2 separate regions of the Sus scrofa genome follow, and region 2 is linked to region 1. Evidence: chromatin contacts called from public HiChIP or PLAC-seq data. All regions are on one chromosome and are shown on one strand. Each heading gives the region's core, a stretch centred on a gene start, on an enhancer-like site or on the middle of the called end of the contact. The rest is flanking DNA. Distances are from core to core; before and after follow the strand shown.

Region 1 (2,700 bases), core at 137-2,636:
CCATGTGGTTCAGCAGGTTAAGGATCTGGTGTTGTCACTGCTGTAGCTCTGGTTACAGCTGTGGCACGGATTCGAACCCTGGCCTGGGAACTTCCATATGCTGCAGGAAAAAAAAAAGAAAAAAGAAAAGAAAGAATGAAAAGAAAAAGAAAAAATTCAGACCAGATTCTCCCACTTTCCACGTGGGCAACTTTGGCTAGGTTGTGCAACGTCTCTGAGCCTCAGTTTCCCCATCTGAAAAATTGGGGTAAGACTTTCTCTGCTCACCCTAGCAGGATGCTATAAGCCTCATAATAAGATATGTATTATTAAGAAAGCAAAAATTTCCTGGCTTGTTCACATCACACAGGAGGGGATGTGAAAAAAAGGAAAGGAGATGGAATCAAAATATCCCCTTGGTGACTCACCCTGATGAGAGGTGATAAAAATGTCTGTCTCCAGTGAGATGCTGGGATTGTCAGCGGCTTTATCTTTGACCTTTCATAGGTATCTTATGCAAAGCAAGGTCAGAAGGGAAAGTTCTCAAACTGAAGGAAAAACAAAGGCCTTGTGTTATGCCATAGAAGGTCAGCCACAGAGAAGAAATGATTTGTAAAACTGGGCCCATCTACTCCAGCCTCAGGCCAACATCCCTCTCTCTGAAGAGTCCACACCACCTCTAAAGAATCACTTAATTCTGTAGAAAATGTAAATCAGTGTTTTGGGGGTTCAGTTGCTGTTGGGCGGCGCTGTGTTCTCATGCCTGTAATGTTGCGGGCATGTCTGTAGAGCCGTGTGGGCCACAAAGGACTCACCCTGGGGAGTTGGAACCTCCCTGCCCTTCTTCCTGAGCGGCGCCAGCAGTGGGGACAGAGCTGAAGAATGGCTAGGAGCATGTGACATAGGGACTGAGCAGGAAGGCAATTTTTTTTTTTTTTTTTTTTTTTTTTTTTTGCTTTTTAGGGCCACACCCTTGGCATATGGAGATTCCCAGGCTAGGGGGTTGAATCAGAGCTGCAGACGCTGGCCTACACCATAGCCACAGACACGTGGGATCTGAGCTGTGTCTATGACCTACACCACAGCTCACGACAACACCAGATCCTTAACCCACATAGTGAGGCCAGGGATCGAACCCTCATCCCCATGGATGCTAGTTGGGTTCCTATCCCACTGAGCCACAATGGGAACTCCCAGGAAGGCAATTCTTAGGCAGAGAGATTGCCTGCCAAGGGGAGGAGAGACAGTTGCAGCTCCCAACTGGGACCCAGATGCCTGCCTCGACTCAACTGTTGGCAAATTCTGCCGATTCATCCTCACACAGCAGAATTCTCCTGGGGGTGCGGAGGAGGTGCGTGGAGGCGGGGAGCCGTGCTGGGAACACCCTACACTGAGTGACACAGACAGGGAGCTGGTGGAAATCCCCGCAGAGCTCCAGAGCTATGGCAGGACGCAGGCTTTGTCTGGGTCCCCACCTTTGTACCTGGAGAGGAACCTGCCATTTAGCTGGTAGTGGAAATAAGGGATCAAGGGCTGGTCTTGGTACCTTTTTGCTGTGTTCCTTCCCATGGAGAAACCCATTCCATGAAAGACGTTCTTACATCAAGGAGCAAAGGACTCCTGTGGGTGGAATATAAATGCAGTTTGTAGCAGGTTCCAGGGGAAAGTTAGCCCCTCCTGTTCTAGAAAAACACAGATATCTCCTTCCATGCCAGTGGGCTCTCTGGGAATTTCCACCATGGGAAGGCACTTCCAGAGACAACTCTAGCCTGGAGAGGGAGATGCCCTTCCCTGTGCAACATGACAGATGTACAGACAGCATGGTTTGTTTCTTGGTTTTATTTTTCCCCAGTAAGAAAGTCTGGATTAGAAACACATAGAAGGAAGGGGGAGCTAAAGTGTCCCGGCAGCTTCAATTTCTGCTCATTTCCATGTAACTGGTGTTCATCACCCTTATCTCGCAGCTTCAGGACTTTGTTTCCATCTCACCTTCTGAATATAGGCTATTGACCACCCTTGGCTCTCTAATCCTGGCTTCCCCTTCCTGGATGGTGAACAGGTGAGGACAGGCTCTGCCCGCAGCAGTTGTATTCCCCAATGGCTAACATAGTTCCAGCCCTGTATACATTTGTGGGATGAGTGAATGAATAAATGAATGGGTGAATTTCTGTCCCCGGCTGTGGTCTACTACAATTGCGTATTTTCTCATCATATTTTCCCTCTACCACCACCACCACCAAACTGAACCTTGTGTTAGGGCAGGAACTGTTATGCCCTATTCACCAGGAATTGTCTGTCCCAAAGTCAAGGGCAAGGTCAAACCCTCGTATTTAAAATACGGAAGGAAGGGAGGGACAGGGGATCCTGTTCCTTTAAGAGTCTGCCTTCTAGCTGGGGAGATTAGCCCATGGAATAACCTGAGAATGGCCATTGGCTAAGCTGATAGCTGTGGCATTCAGAGGGTGCAAGATGCCCACAGAAGGAGAGATGGTGAGAGTTGGAGAGGGGGTGCCTGAGACCAGAAAGTTCTTCCCCAGGGAAGACTGGCCAGGGGTCCTACTATGTGAGCAGAGTTTTCTGGAGACAGTATTGGGAGTTTGGAGATTTCTAAAAGGAAGAACTTATCTGCAGCTCATGGGCTTGGGATATAGAAAGGGAATAATAGGAGGTGAGTAAGAGTTCAGGTCCCTTTCCCCCAACCTCACCACCTGGAGCTGGGCT
Region 2 (2,861 bases), core at 262-2,761, 250 kb before region 1:
CACTATCCTGTGGTAAACCATAAATAAAGGAAAAGAATGTAAAAAGATAATTTAAAAAAAGCACATTGAAAAAAATTTCAGGGAGTTCCTATTGTGGCTCAGAAGTAATGAACCTGACTAGTATCCACGAGGATGTGAACTCGATCCCTGGCCTTGCTCAGTGGGTGAAGTATCTGGTATTGCTGTGAGCTGTGGTGTAGGGTGCTGATGTGGCTCAGACCCTGTGTGGCTGTGGCTGTGGCATAGGCTGGCAGCCGCAGCTCTGATTCAACCCCTAGCCTGGGAATTTCCACGTGCTGCAGGTGATGTCCTAAAAAGCCAAGAAAAAAAGAAAGTAGGTACCTTACTCATCCCTGTGTCCCCATCCCCTAGCAAATAACTGACTCACATTTGTCCTCAATAAATGTTTCTCAGGCACTCTATTAGGTTGTGGAGTGGATGAGATGCAGTGGAAGTGGGATTTAAAAAACTTTTTTCTCTCAGATTGTCTATCCATGCCCAAAAGATTTTTAAGGCTAAAAATTTTTATCTCAAGTTAACTTTGGCTTCTGCGTGTATTTTTACAATTAAAGTTCTTAATTTTTTCTTTCAATTAATTCCTAAATTAATTTAAATTTTACACCCTTAAAGTTTTTAGACTGTTCTCAAATATTTAGAAAGGCAGCCCATCTCCGCACTGACGAACATAACCTTGTTTGAGATTTTTCATTAATGATGGTTTTGTTTTTTTCGCCTCCAATAGACAAGACGTGGCACTCAGCAACTTGAGTTGTACCAATTAAAAATCATAATGAACTGGTAGTATACTCTTGCACAACAAAGGCAGAGGGCGTTAAATATTTTTAAATGATGCAAATGTATTTGTCAGCAATTGCCTGCAGTCATGCTTGGTAATTTCCTCCCTGCTCTTGCTCTGCTCAAATATCATTAAAAGAATGTAACCAAGTTCATAACCCATTATGAAACTGAACAGTTACAGCAGAAGAAAAATAAATGCTCCTTTCTTAATCATAGTAAAAAAAAAATGCTCCTTTCTTAATCATAGTAAAAAAAATTTTTTTTAAATTACTTGCTTATTTTTGTTCATCTTCTACACAGTCCCAGACCCTCCCCCATGCATGACTCTTAACAAGTCAGAGTGAATCCTCCTGTCGCTTCCTGCTCAGCTGAATCAACACTCCTGGAGGCTGTGACTAATAAAAGCCACAGCCCATGGTTACACTTGACTTTTGAAAACCCTGGTTAGCTTTAAGGACGTAATTACAAGGGCCCATACTTACTGGATGAGTGAGCTGTTTCAAAAACAAGTCAGACCTCATCAATAATTGGTGACTTATTTAGCTTTATTTTTTGGTATCGACTATTATTTAGCTATTCTGAGATCATGAAGGTGTAAACAAAAGTGTTTGGTTTATAGGCTTCTTAATGACCCTTTGCTTTCCTATACTTGGCTCAAAATAATGAGGAATATAGAAAAGGGGAAATGTGATTTCTGAAAGGAAATCTAACAGAGAGTATGTTTCTGGACATTATTTCAACAGCTAATTATAATGGAGATCAATTAATCTCCAAGAAAAAGGGGCGTATTTCCTCAATCCAAAAATTTACGATTCTCTTCCAATAGTGTCACTGTGCATCTGTCATTGAACCATGAGCAGACTTTCTTTTTTCTTTTTTTTTAAATTTTAGTGAAGTATAGTTGATACACAATATTTGTCTTAATTTCTGTTACACAACAAAGTAATTCAGTTATACATATATAAACATCTATTCTTTTTCCGATTCTTTTCCCCATATCGATTATCACAGAATATTGCATGAGCAAACTTTTAATTTCCTCAAGAAGAGGTTCCACCAACGGAACGTCATGTATACATGACATGTAAAGTATGTATTGCTTTAAGCGCCCCACCTTGATTGACATCCATGCTATAAAGTTCACTTCCCTTTTTTAGTGCCCACCCTAGTCCAATAAGCAGGCAGTGTCACTGGTACACTGGCCACTCATGGAGACCCTGGGCCTGGTGGAAATAATGGGTTTAGCGAATTGACCTGTTTTCTTTCACCACAGGCAAGTGTCTTGACCACATGATCTTAAAACTTTCTGTTCTCAGTTCCCCCATTCCCTTCGGGTCTCAGCTCCTTGCCTCTGCCTTCAACACTCAGTTGAACCTCGCTCAAAAAGGCCATTTTTGATGTCCTAGTTGACAAATACAGCAGGCTATTTTTTTGCTTTTATGTTTTTTTTGTGTTTTAAAAAGCAATCGGTATAGCTGACAACCTTCCCTTAGACCTCGCTGTTGGTTTTCTTTCTGATCCTTTTTAACCCCTTTTCTTTCCCATTTTTCTCAATTTCTCTATCATTTCTTTTTTTTTTTCTCCACAGTCTTTTACTATGTTAAAGTTTCTGCCATATTAAAGGAAAATTTCTCCTCTGAACTTGCTATCCCCTTAGAGATCATGCTATATTTTACCCATTTCATTATTTAACCCCACAAGAGAATATAAAACATTTCCTACATTTCTTCATGGTCCATGTACTTTAAAGTTCTCCATAATCAGGCTTATAACTCATCAATCTGGTAAAATGGCTCTGACAGAGTCATGAATGACTTTCTAACTCTTTAAAATCCTCCCCTTATTAAACTTGTCTTTCCAGCACTTGACCTTGTTGCTCACTTCCTTCCAGAAGCTCTCTCTTCCTTGGCTTCCAGGACATTGGTCTTTTCTGGTGGTCTTCTTGCCTCTCTGGACATTTTATTTATTTATTTTTCAAACTCCTTCCGTCCCATTGTCAACCCCTAAACACTGATATTTCCCATCATTTGGCCCTTTCATCCTCTTACCTTATAAGAAACCCT

Evidence for each region. HiChIP or PLAC-seq counts read pairs in DNA pulled down with a chosen protein or histone mark.
Region 2: an H3K27ac HiChIP or PLAC-seq map of alveolar macrophages shows a contact between it and region 1. The contact joins two enhancer-like sites. A contact is called at or near these places in 1 of 47 Hi-C or Micro-C datasets (embryonic fibroblasts) and 1 of 2 datasets of contacts at active chromatin or transcription factors (alveolar macrophages).

Annotation. Positions count from the first base shown.
Region 1 is chr9:106,320,812-106,323,511 of Sscrofa11.1, reverse strand. No RefSeq gene overlaps it. Among named protein-coding and RNA genes, the nearest start is that of NAMPT, 160 kb to the right of the region's middle. Within about 2 kb of position 1,386, at least 7 of the 83 cell types and tissues checked have an H3K27ac peak or open chromatin away from gene starts, as enhancers often do. A contact at or near this core is called in alveolar macrophages, where this site is marked.
Region 2 is chr9:106,571,086-106,573,946 of Sscrofa11.1, reverse strand. The region is part of intron 2 of LOC102163285 (a long non-coding RNA gene); the gene reads left to right. Among named protein-coding and RNA genes, the nearest start is that of CCDC71L, 27 kb to the right of the region's middle. Within about 2 kb of position 1,511, at least 13 of the 83 cell types and tissues checked have an H3K27ac peak or open chromatin away from gene starts, as enhancers often do. A contact at or near this core is called in alveolar macrophages, where this site is marked.